Regions from separate parts of the Rattus norvegicus genome. Here region 1 is linked to region 2. A link is a contact called in public Hi-C data. All regions are on one chromosome and are shown on one strand. The core of a region is the stretch at or near the end of the contact, and the rest is flanking DNA. Distances in the headings are between cores, read along the strand shown.

Region 1 (6,367 bases), core at 1,532-4,031, 210 kb before region 2:
GGGAAAGACACTGAAAAGAAGAAACCAACGCCAGCAATGGTAGTGCACACCAGGAGGCAGAGAGAGGAGATTCCCTGCAAGTCCCAGGCTAGCCTCAGTTCTGGAGTGATGAGACATAGGAGAAAGCAAAGAGCAGAGGGACCGAAGAAATGCAGAGTGAAAACACATCTCTTTAATGGCTCAACTCCCCAGAGCCAGTCCTAAACATTCATCTGACTGACAAGTATCTCTTGCCAGGTTAAGCCCCCGTCACAGAGGGAAATGTTATTTTGGCAATTCCCACCTTCCAGCAGCCAAACCAGGTCACCCTTCTGACTGCCACCAAAAGAAATCTCGTACAGTACAACCCCAGCAAAAGAGATTCTCCAGCCTTCTCTGGATTTAGACATACAATTAAACTCTCTCAAACAAACTTCAGTCTCTTGTGTGAAGTAATACCCCCCTTTCCTCACAAGCCTCGACTCCACCCAAACTGGGGTCCAGACTCTCCTGGGGAGAGATGGGGTGCTCTGAATGAACTCCACCCCCTGCTGTTCCTGCTCCTTTGGCAGACAGCAGCTTCCTAAAGGTGGGCTTAGAGCCAAACACAGCCGAGTGCTGCTCTTGACCAGTCCCACTGGTGTGCCACTCCAACCCAGATTTTTCTCAGCAAAAGGCCATGTTCTCAGCTGTTATCAGCCTGAGTCTCCTCTCTTCCTGTTCCCAACCCAATCACATGAGGAGGGGCACGGGAGCTGAGTGGATTCTCACAAACGGATAAACAGCATACAGCCTAGAGCTGCTCACCGCTGGGGTTAGCAGTACTCTCACAGCTTAAGCCAGAGATTCCAAAGTGTCCTAGGACAGTGGTGTCCCCGAGAAATGTGGTCCCCCTGAGGCTTTTTCCTTTTTGGTAGAAGACTATGGAGGTGTAGAAGCTGGGGAGAAACGTGTCAGGTGGTACAAAAGAGAGCTGGAAACCTTATTTTATGTCATCATCAAATTTCTGCCTCAATTTATGGACTCAGCTTATCTTGTCCCTATGTGGGTACCTTCTTGCCTAAGGAAAACTGCTACAGCAATAGTGAAGGCATCGCCAAGCACAGTGGGTGTGTGTGTTGGGGGTGGGGTCCCTTAGTCCCAATCCAAGTAGCCGTCTGTGCTCTTAAGATTGCCGACAATGGGCCACTAGGAGACATCCCAGGTGGAGTTAAACCTCTATCGATAGGCAGACTTGCTGAAAGCCTCTCACTGGTAGCAGGCTCTGCTCGCCTCTGAGTCCACCAGCCCATTCGCCACCGGCCAGGGCACTCGGTGCGCACACCCCCCAACCCTGCCCCTCCGCCTTGGCTAAGTCGACCCCACTCTTCCCGGAGCCGCGAGGATATCTGCGGCTACAGCCCAGAGCCAGTGCCGCAGCTCCTCCCGGTGGACGCCCCGGCCCCCGCAGTCCCCAGGGCAGAGTCCGGCCCCGTGCCCGCCCCTTGGGGTGGGTGCCCCGGACTCGCTCCCCTCCCTGATACCACTACCTGCGCCCGCTTGGGCGCCGCCTTTGTCCGGCTCTTCACCGCCGAGCGGGCCCCTTGGGCCCGACCTGACCCGGCCCCCGGCCCCAGAGGAGAGGCGGCGGGGCTGGCAGGGCACAACCAGGCCGGGCCTGGAGCACCGGGTCCCGCTGTCACTTAGAGGCGGTCTGACAACTTCGATTCCCCCCGCCCTACCTCGGACTCGGCCGCCGCCCCGCACGGTCCCCACAGGGCCTCCCGCGGCCCACACTCGCTGTTCGAACCGGTCCCCTTCCGTCTTCGGCGCCTCCCTTCCTTCAGCCCGACCCGATCCGGTCCACACTACCCCTCGCCCTGACGCGGCCCCCATCCCCACCCCCCCTCCGGCAATTGCCGGTCAGCTCCCAACCCTGGAGGGCGCCCCCCACCCCGAGAGGGCGCTCCCGCGGCGACGCCCCCAGCAGCGGCCCCTAGCCTCGGGGACCACGATGGGGGAGGGGGCTTGGCGGGGGCCTTGCCGCCCGCGCACTCGGAGGCGAGCCGGCTCCGCCGCGGCGAGGAAGCACCCCGCGTCCTCCCGCCCTCCGTAGCCCGGGACGCCCGCGCCGCCGCCCCCTGGCCAAGCTGCCACCCTGCGGCCGCCACCCACCCCGCCCCCGGTCTGCGAGGCGGGCGCCCCCCGGGGGCTGTCACCTCGAGGCGCGCAGTGCTCCCCGATGGCGGGACCGCAGCGCCGGACCCGGGGGAGGGAGGCGGCGCGCGCGGGCGGGCAGGCAGCCGCACCTGCTTCTTGTCGTCCGTCCGTCCCTTCCCGGGGCTGGCGGGGGCGGCGGCGCGGCGCGCTCGGCGGGGCGCGCTGACGGGCGGCCGGTCCTCTCCCTTTTGCTAGTCCGCCTACCTAGCTCGTTCGCTCGCTCGCTCGCTCGCTCTCGCTCGTTCGTCCTCCCCTTCCCCCTCCTGGATCCCAGCTCCTAGCTCACCGGGACGAGCGGCGCGGACGGCGCGGCTTTGGGCGCCCGCAGGCCCTGACCGGGCTGGAATCCGGCGGCTGGAACCCCCCGGGGGCGCTCAATTCCCGGGCTCCACGCTGCTGCGTCAGCGCCTCCTCCTGGGGGCCAGGGCCGGGCGGGCGGAGCGGGGGCCGCGGTCGGGCGGGGCCGTCGGGGGGGGGCGGGCGCGCCTGGCCGGGGCGGGCAGACGGCTAGGGCCGGACGGGCGGGGCAGGCGGCCGGACGGGCGAGCAGCGGGGGCCGGGCTCCGGGATCCGCTACGCCGCTCGCGGTTCCCCCACAAACTCCCCGAGAGCGGAGCCTCCGCCGCCCTCCTTCCTGCTTCCTCGTCCCCAGCCAATCAGCGGCGCGCCCCTCGGCAAGCTCCGCCAATCAGCCGCCCCGCCCTGCGCTGGCCCCGCCAGCCAATCCGGCCCTCGGCTCCCCCTCCCGGTCTCCAACCAATCAGAATCGTGGGTCGGTCGTCCCGACGCAGGGGGCAGCACGAGGCGGCCGGGGGAGGCGGTGCGGGGAGTGGTGGGGCCTGGGGGGAGGGGTACGGTGCCAAGGGTGGTGGCGGGGGATGATTTTCTTTGCCGGCTTCTAGTATTTTCTCCTGGTCTTTGGAGCCTGAGCCAGTATCCCATGGTGACCTGACCCTGAAGCCCCAGCACCTCACTGCAGACCCCCACCCTGAAAAATCTTAGCGCGCCCCCGCCCTGACCATTACCCTTCTACATCTCTCTTCCCTCCTAACCTCTCCAGCACCCGCTACAGTAAACTGAGGGCCGAGGGGGCACCCCACCCTCCTCAGGCTGCTGCCCCCATGGCAAAGCTTCGGGAAGACCAACCGAAAAATTCAAGCAAGAACAACACCCCCTTTCCTCTGAAAGGGCCCCAGACTCGCGCGAAAGGGCCCCGACTGCTAAGAAGCCCCTCCCGCCCTTGCCTCATCTTTCCGACTTCCCTGCTTGCCACGTCTCCTTTCCTTCCTAGCAAGGTCGGTCCTGGCTCCGTAACCCCTCACCCGCATCTCTTTTTCCTCTTTCTGCCCTTCACCTACCGCCCCCCACCCCAGCTCCCAATTCGCCCTCTTTCAGAAGCCAAGTGTGGAACCCTCATCCATTTCCAGCTGACAGCACAGCCTGGTCTGTGAGTCCTTGACACCCACACACCCTCTACCACCACCGCGGGGAACATCAGAGCTCTCCGGGGGAGAGGGAAAGGGGCGGGCAGCCCAACAGGCGCGGCTGGACACACTCCTTCGCGTCCCCAAGCCTGGGTAGAACCAGTGCAGACACTTACCTAGCTTCCCCATAGTCACCTTATGCTGTGGCTCCGTCTCTCACACCCACAGACGTGCTTTTCCAAGCCTGAGCACGCTCTCGGGGTCAGCTGGGTGGGTGGGCAAAGCAGGCTGAGGTCATACGAAGGGGTGGGAAGTCCCTGGGAGGTGCGGGAAGGGGCCGTGTCCTGGACACCTTGTAGCGTCAGAGCCAGCCCAGGACTTCACTTCAAGGAGTCGTAATGTGCACACAGTAGGTTCTTGAGAAATACCGAGTCCACCCCTGAACAAAGCCTCATTCCCAATTCAGGCGGGGGAGGGGCGCTTTGGGAGGTAAAGGAGCAGGAGCAGAAAGGGTAGTGTCAAGTCACCCGAGCCTGGGAGCAGCCGGGGAGGGGCTGGGCCCTGGAACGCCTAGGGCAGAGAAGCGCCCAGAGTGCTGAAGAAACCTGGTTAGTAAGCAGGAAAAAACGAGCCTTGGAGAGTGGCTTAGGGGCTCCTCCTACACTCTATACAGTTCCCCACCTTTCCTAGACCGTGCTACTGACGCGCTGACCCGAGCAGCTTTTAAGATAACTAGGGCTACCAGCCTCTGTAGCTGGGCAATAGACTTCCCTCGGGAGAGAGGGAGAGAGAGGGAGAGGGAGGGAGGGAAGGAGGGACGAGGGGAGAGAGAGAGAGAGAGAGAGAGAGAGAGAGAGAGAGAGAGAGAGAAGAGAAGAGAAGAGAATATGAGAATATGAGAATATGAATGAATGAATAAGAACTGTTCCGGGGTCTCCTAGACTACCTAGCTAGTCTACAGGACATGATTTACCAAGGCCGTGCTAAAATCATAGTGTGCCAACTTCTCAAATGGCCAAACTCTTAATACCTCTTTCCTTCTACTTCCCATCCTTAGGGAAGGCAAAATCCCAATCCTCGGAAAGTAGGGCACTGAAGGACTCACTGATCCTCCTAAGGCAAAGGTACCCTGCAGTGCTCCCCAGCACACACAGGCCAGCTATACTTCCCATCTCACAAAGTTAGCCCCTCCCCTCAGCCAAGTCCATTATCGTGTCTCAGGATATAGACCCCAGTCCTCCACAAACTGGGAACAGAGGGTACCTCTGGCCACTTAGGTGAACAAGGTAGAAGAACAGGCTCTCTGATGATGGGGGTTGGGGTGGGGGTGAGAATGTGAGGATTAAGAAGACAAATGTTAACTGGTCAGAGGGGAAGAAACTCAAGTAGCCCATGTTTAGCCTGGGAACTGAAGAACAAGACTGCTGAAGGGGGCATCTCCCTGGAAGCTTCGGTTAAAACTCCTGGTACCAGACGAAGTTGACTTATTTGGGACCCAAGGGGAAGGGAAGAGAGAATCCTGATGGAGGAGGAGGACCCAGGAGCTACTTAGAGTGCCCATCCTGCTGGATAGCCAACGGAATTCTGCCCTCAGACCTCTCCCTATGGCTGACTGGCTCATTTGCCCCAGGAGGCTCTGGCTCAGTGGACTTCTGGCTGGGGGTAGAGTCTGGAAGGAGGAGGACAGGTTTTCTAAAGGCACTTGATGTTCCTCCTTTAGCAGCCCATTGCTCTCCTGGGTCCCCTTCTCTCTTGCTTCTTAACACTGGTCCACCAGCCAGCCAAGAGGAGACCAGAGTTTTAAACAGGTTGCTTGGTGCTCCTAAGGGAGTTTGTGGCCTCCTGTTCTCTTTCACTCCGTTTTCAGGAACCCCTGCATCTGGACCACCCTCCTTCCCAATCCAGAGCCTTTCTGTTTTAGAAATAATTAATCTCAATCTGGGGTTTCTACCCCGCCTTTGACCATTTAGTTCCCGGATAACACACACACACACACACACACACACACACACACACCCTTTATCTTTATAATAAGCCTTAATCAGCACATCTGGAAAAGGCTCCTGCTCCCATAGTCTCTTCCTTAGTACAGGCAGCTCCCATCCCACTCCACCAGAACAGCTGTGCCAGTGCCTGAGGGCTGTCACCTTTCCTCTCTCTCGCCAAAAAAAAAGGGTTTGTCATTTGATCTGGAAATGGAAGGTCTGGAAATGGATGGATTGATTCATCAGGTCTCCACGACTAGCCCCCTTAGCAGAGGTTTGCTCTACCTGGGCATCTCCAGACCCATCAGTAAGGGTTAGCTCCCTTGGAGCAAGAAAGCCGAGAAAAGGAGTTAGAAGCCACCAGAACATCCAGGGCCAGAGAGAACGTGCTGCACACCCTTCCCCCACCACGTACAACCAGACTGACAGCAGGGACAGACTGGATGCTCTGTCATCCCCAGTTCAGCAGAGAGGCACCTCCCCCCACTGCCGCAGCAGTCCCAGCAGACTGCCTGCCCTGAGATCCAGCCACTGGCACCGGGCAGGGAACCCAAGCCCGCAGCAGTTTCTGTGAAGGTGGCACTTACCACTTTCACCTACCTCCATGTCCTGCCCAGGTGTCTCCTTGCTGAGTGTGGGCAGGCAGCCCTCCCCTGCCTCACCTCAGACCGTCCAAATTCCAGGTTCTTCAACACTGAAGGACCTGACCCTCAAGCCCCACTGAACAAGATGAAGGAATGGCTCTCTTCTGGAGGGACTCCTTCCTCATCATAGATTAAA
Region 2 (6,445 bases), core at 1,005-3,504:
GGGAGGCTCTTGAGAGGAGGGGCTTGGCCAATGAGCTCTTCTGGGGTTTGGGTGCTTTTCTTCTTGGCGGTACACAGCCTAACCTTCCTCTTGATCCCGAAGGAAGAAGAGAAGAAAGCATCTTCTCTCATGGTGCAGACAGAGAAGATGGAGTCCTGAGAAATAAAAGCCTTTCTTCTGCTGAAGAAGGAGGGAGAGCACCCTATTCCTTTCCTTGGGGCGGAGAGTGCTCCCTGGTCCTTTGATGGGATGGACTTTGAGGGCCCTCTAAATGAGGTGGTGCTTTTCCAACACTGGCTCCTGATCCCTTGTGGTGCAGGCTGAGTTTCTCTCTCTGCTTCCTCTTACAGATAGGAATGTGCAGGCCTGGGGTGACACTGCCAGTCCACAACACAGGCTGAGACCTCGCTCCCATGCCAAGAATTGTGTGTGGGGCTAGCTTCACCTACTGTGCACTTAGTAATATGCCTCACAGGACAAAGGGGAGTGTGGGTTCCTGTTGTAGGGTCTAGCTTGAATCCACTCCTAGGCCATCCTGGAGCCTAGGTGTTCCAGAAGACATGGATGCTCTCCCGCACCCCGCCCCCACTGTCCAGCAAGAGCACTCCTCACAGAATCCTCAGGAGTGTCCTGCAAAGCCACCTACTCTTCCCAGACTGAACACCCCCTCAATTTTTCACTGAGCTTCCTTTCTCTTACAGCATAGGACCCCTGAACACAGCCCTTGACCTGTGCCTGTTGGGTGCCTTTGTCCCTGTAACCCTCTGTCTGGACCATCTTCCTTGTTTCTTAGCAGCCAATGTCACTCGTCCTTAAGGACTAATTCTGCTGCCTTCAGAAGACCTCAGTTCCCACTCTTTCCCAGTATTCATCTGTCCTTCCACTGGCTGTCTGAGTTTTGTATTTAGCAAATGTTTTCAGTCCTGGGTCAATTCTCCTTCATTCAGAATTGTTTGTACATCTTCCCTTAACATCGCTGGAAAAACAATGGTAGGGTTCTCATGTAGCCCAGGCTGGCCTCAACCTCACTATGTAGGTGAGGATGATCTTGGAACTTCTGATCCCCCTGCCTCCATCTCTCAAGTGCTGGGGCTGTTAAGTCCTGGTTTCATGCTGGGAATCAAACCAATGGTTTTGTGTATATTGGGCAAATACTCTACCAGCTTCGAAAAGTCCCCAGCCCTTCACTTATTCTACAAATAAATTCCATTCCAACTATTGTCAAGCCCTCTAGACATGGGAGCTTGTGGGACACTCATTGTAAGACTCAGCGAAGGCCTTCAGTATTACTCCTCCTTAGCACCTATGAGTTGTCCAAAGGAAGATGTCCAGTGAGTTTTCCACACATCTGACTGGAAAAAAAAATGGATCCCCGGTTCTTTCTTTAGGGGGTCAGGTAGAGAGCTCTGTGGCCTAGAGATGGTTTTTGTGCTCAAGAGAATCCAGCCTTCTGGGGGAATTCTTGCTTGTGTCTTTTGCCCTTTCCTAGACTTTAGCCCTAGCTCATCCTTGAGGGGACAGTACCTGGGGAGTCCTGATGCCTGCACACTCTCAGATCCTAAGGCACCTGCCCTGGGTCACAGCGGCCAGTGTCTAGTCAGCTTGCTCCACAGCGACCGACCGACCGTGGAGCTGGCACGCGGGCGCGCTGTCAGGTTTGGAGACGTCTGAGATTGGAGAATGCACCCCCGCCCTGCTCTGAGTGAGCGTGTGCGGGAGGCACAATTGTGTGTGACTGTGATTCGCTGCACTTTAGATGGCAGTTATCAGCCAGACTGAGCGCCCTCAGTCCGGAGCACAAATGCCTCATACCCCAAATTACTCCACCTCTGTCTCTGGCCCACCTCAAGTTCGTGCATTGTCCAGTTCTGTCCTCGTGGGGTCCCAGTCCCTTTAACCTAGAACCGATGGTAGGAGCTCCCGCCAGTTTCTAAGCAGCCGACGCTACCGATTCTGGCGGAGGCGGGGGGGCGGGGAAAGAAGACTGAGATTTTAGGATTGGCCCCGCCGGGTGCATGTGGCCCCCGGCGAGCAGCCTCCGCCCCCGCCCCGCAACCGCCGCCGCATTCCCAGGGGAGCGCGGAGGAGGAGCCGCTCCCCAACTTCGTGGCCCACGAAGGGGTGGGGGGTCAGGGGCGGTCTCCCTCGCCCTGTCCGTCTCTGCCCTGAAGGTGCAGCCTGCTTCCAGAGCAGCCATTGCCATGGAGACCCCCGAAGCTATAAAGCCAGGTATCTAGGCGTCGGGTACCTCACGAGCCGCTGAGCCCCCTAAGTAAAAAAGCAAGCCTCCCGGCCCCCGCAAGAGAGGAGGAGGTGGGGAGAGGCTCCGGGAGCTGGAAGAGCAGCGCTCCCCGCCGAGGCTGGAGGCAGGCGCGCCAGGCGGGAGCCACCCGCTCAGCAGGGGAGCAGGGGCTGCCCGGGGTACCGGTGAGTGGCGCTGCTCCAAGCCACGAGGGACCAAGGGGCGTCGGATACAGGGAAGAGGGCCCAAGAGTTGAGGAGGCCGAGCTTGAGCGGGAGTCAGAAGCAACAAATAGCCACCTCCGGGCGGGGGCCAGGGAGGAAAAGCAAGACGTCCCGGGAGCAGCGAGGCAGCGGAGAGGCAGGGAGACCCGAGCGGGAACTGCAGGAGACTCGGCTACAGCCACCTACGCACCGCGCGGGAAGAGCGGTACGGGTGTCCGGGCCGGGGCCTTAGCCCCGTGGGGTGAGGGAACAGGGGCGCCCCCGTGCGGAGCTTTTGGACTTCCCGGGCGCGGCGGCCGGAGCCATGCTCAAGCCCAAGGACCTGTGCCCCCGAGCGGGTACGCGCACCTTCCTTGAGGCCATGCAGGCGGGCAAAGTCCACTTGGCCCGCTTCGTGCTGGACGCGCTGGACCGCAGCATCATCGACTGCCGCGCCGAGCAGGGCCGGACGCCGCTCATGGTGGCCGTGGGGCTGCCGGACCCCGCGATGCGCTCGCGTTTCGTGCGACTGCTGTTGGAGCAGGGTGCGGCCGTGAACCTGCGGGACGAGCGCGGCCGCACTGCACTCAGCCTGGCCTGCGAGCGAGGCCACTTAGACGCCGTGCAGCTGCTGGTGCAGTACAGCGGCGATCCGGAGGCGACGGACTCGGCGGGCAACAGCCCGGTGATGTGGGCGGCGGCGTGCGGCCACGGGGCGGTGCTGGAGTTCTTGGTGCGCTCTTTCCGCCGCCTGGGCTTACGCCTTGACCGCACCAACCGTGCGGGCCTCACCGCTCTGCAGCTCGCTGCCTCCCGCGGCCACGGGACCTGTGTGCAAGCCCTCACCGGGCCTTGGGGTCGGGCAGCCGCTGCGGCAGCGGCCCGGGGCTCCAACTCCGACAGTCCCCCTGGCCACTCTGCCCCGGTGCCCAGCCCAGAGCGTCGACGTCCCAGCCCCCGTCGTCTGCCGCGTCCTCTTTTGGCACGGTTTGCGCGAGCTGCCGGCGGCCACGGTCACGGTCACGGCCATGGCCACGGCCACGGAGGTGAGCTTGCCTCTGCTGGCAAGGGCTCGGGCCGTCATAGGGCACAAGGCAGCGAGAGGCCAGAGTTGGGCCGGAGCATGAGCCTAGCTCTGGGTACCATGACGGAGGAGGAGACAGCACGCCTTAGGGCAGGAGCTCTGATGGTTCGACCAAACTCACCCCAGTCTTCGGGGAGTGGGCGGTGGCGTTCACATGAGGTGCTGGAGGGAGCGCCACTAGCCTTAATGCAAGCCCCGGTCGGCCTTAGTCCTCATCCCGAGGGTGGCCCCGGCTCTGGCCGCCTGGGTTTGCGCCGACGTTCCACAGCCCCAGACATCCCCAGCCTGGTCGGGGAGGCTTCAGGGCCTGAGAGTGGTCCAGAATTAGAGAACAATGCTCTGCCTTTCTCAGTGCCTGGGCCAAAGCCTTGGCAGGCGGGCACAGAGGCTGTGGTACTTCAGGCTCAGCGGTAAGGAGCACGAAGGTCGAGCCCTGTAAAAGTCCACTGTCTCTAGTTACTGAGATATCTCCCTTTGCTCCAAGTCCTTCCTTTCTCTGCAATTTGCTGACCCCCCCTCCCAGTCCCCACTGCTAAAGGGAGACCTCCTGTAGACCTCTACCAGTTGTAGAGATCCCATCTTTTTGTGTGCTCATTGGTATTTCCTATGTAAATCTCCCACCTTCCTCCAACGTGGCTTTCTTGTCCTGGGGAAAAAGGAGGTGTGAACGGCTGCTTCTGTAGGCTTCAGCTTTCTAGCCAGAAAGGTGGACGGTTCAATCCCAATCCCAGCCCTGAGGTTCAGCTGCCTAGTCTCGGTTCCTGCAGGACCCCCTGCCTATTTCTAACTTTCCCTAACACCTTGGCAGCCAGGGTGGCAGTAGAACCGGCTCTGGAGAACAAGGACCCAGGCGACTGTGCCTGCTGATGCTGACCATAATAGTTGACCAACTACCGAAGTCTCCCTTCCCTATAAGGTTGGAGAAAGGGAGGAAACGAGGTAGCCCCATAAGCTTTTTGGACAAGAGTGCTGATTATGAAGCAATCCAGTGGTTAAGGTTTTCTGAGGCAGAAATTCCTCATTCAAGGCAAAGATATTTTGGAACTTAATATCCCCTTTAGGTATTTACTAGCTTTCCCTACTGGGAAATAAACTTCCTTTGACTCTGTCTCAGTCAGACTCAGGATTCAACTTCATTGGCATCGTAGGCTTGCTACTGTAAGCCCCTACTAACTCTTGGCTTCTGGGGCAGCTTGACCCCCAAAAGGATTGCAGTTGAATTTCATCTCTGAGGTTCAATGCTTCCCTCATCTTGGCCCAGCCTTAATTAAATTTCCACTTCGTCCCGGAGGCCTGAAATGGAAAGGACATAGCACCCCACCTCCTCCTTCCTCCCAGCTCCCCCATTCCGCACGTGGGTGCTCCAGGAGGGTGGAACAGCTAGGAAGGACTTGCTTAATTGTATTTCTCCCAACCCTCAAAAGAACTCGTGTTTTGAGCCTTTGTGTATGAAGCAGAAAGCAGCAGGTCTGATCGGAGGCTTAAGAAACTGACAACGTCTCTTTAAATAGCACCTCCGCAAGGGGGATAATTGACTAGAGTGTTTGCAACGTTAAACGGCGGCGGGCGCGGGAGTCGAGAGCCCACACGAACCGCAGGTCCCGGTCTAAATTACATCAAACTCCCGAGAAAGCATAGGAAGGGGCTGCTAAATGTCTCCTGCTTCTTGCTGGGCTGTTAATGGAGGGCAGGGCAGATGATGGATGCTAGATCGAGACCAAGGACCCCTGCCTGGGCTCCACCGCGTGGGATGCAGGCCCAGCCCAGCTTCCAGCTTTTATTACTGGGCAGATTAGTGAGTCAGAGGCAACTGTGGAGAAGTAGTTAGCCCCCCTCCCCGCGAAGTCTTTTGTCCTCTCCCTCTCCGCCCCTGCCCTCCAACACTGTACCGCCCCAGAGAGGGGGCGAAGAAAGGAGTTTGGCAGGTTGTATGCTCTACGACCCCAGTGTCAGTGCTAGCTCCTGGTGGAAGATCTGTACCAGCCAGGTGGGGTAAAAACTCCTGCTTCAAGGCAGAGAAAGTTTTCTGGCCGTAATAGTAACTCGGGTTTTTGTTTGTGAACCCGGAAGAGTGAGCATGTAACCCCGCACTTGCCTGCGATAAAGTCTTTTAAGACGTTGATCCTTGTGGAAGATCATCTTTGTGGAAAGGTTTCTCACCAGTCACTCCGAGGGATCTGCCAAGAGAGAATGCTGGTGCTCAGAAACTGGGTCTGCGGTAGAAGGGTAGGAAGTCGGAAACCAGTTTTTGCCGGGGCCACAGAGCTCGGCAGTTCCTGTTCTTCCTCCCTTGCGTCCGAGGCCGCGCGCCAGCCCACAATTAGGACCGTAATCCTTGCTGCCCCCTGGTGGCACCTCTGCACTCTCCTCGCTGCGCCCTGGGAGCTCAGACTTGGCTTTCATCGGGAGATCATCGATGTGTAACTTCTCCCTCTGTGTGCTTTTTACCCATGAAGCGTGTTCCTCTCGTAAAATGTTAAATCCGGATACTTGAAGTCGCTTCACTTCAATGAAGTGAGGAACAGTGAACAAGGAAAGTCAGCACTGAGTGTAGTAAGAAGTGCTCAGAAGCCCACCAAGAACCCCAAGTCATTTTGCAAGCTAAGGGTACTGTTGGAAGATCTCCTGCTATCTTTAGAACAGCTGGAGCTGCCAACCCTTGTTGCTTCTGAACCTTGACCTGACCATGTGTGTTGTCTTAGGACAGTTGCTATCCATTCTGGGGTGATCTCTCTGCCACCCCACCCCTCCTGGACACACACAGATAGACGTTCCCAGCCTTTGCCCCCCATACCCATACACACACACCTGCCTTTTCTCACCCTGAGGGTCAGAAGTGCAGTATACCACAGTGTCTGAAAAGTCAGAGGAGGTCCGGACTGGGACACCCCAAGTGAGTAGTGCTTTTTCTCTGAC

Evidence for each region. Hi-C and Micro-C count contacts between places; a contact is called where the count stands out from the background.
Region 1: a Hi-C map of mammary epithelial cells shows a contact between it and region 2, with 3 times the contacts expected there. The contact joins the promoter of Bahd1 here to the promoter of Ankrd63 in region 2. A contact is called at or near these places in 2 of 12 Hi-C or Micro-C datasets (hepatocytes and mammary epithelial cells).

What each region holds. Positions count from the first base shown.
Region 1 is chr3:126,342,818-126,349,184 of GRCr8, reverse strand. It overlaps Bahd1 (bromo adjacent homology domain containing 1), which reads right to left and starts at 2,781. Exons shown (of 7, transcript NM_001427253.1): 1 at 2,465-2,781.
Region 2 is chr3:126,129,700-126,136,144 of GRCr8, reverse strand. It overlaps Ankrd63 (ankyrin repeat domain 63), which reads left to right and starts at 2,254. Exons shown (of 1, transcript NM_001399655.1): 1 at 2,254-6,445. The coding sequence starts at 2,771. The coding sequence ends at 3,943. It also overlaps a transcript of Plcb2 not described here.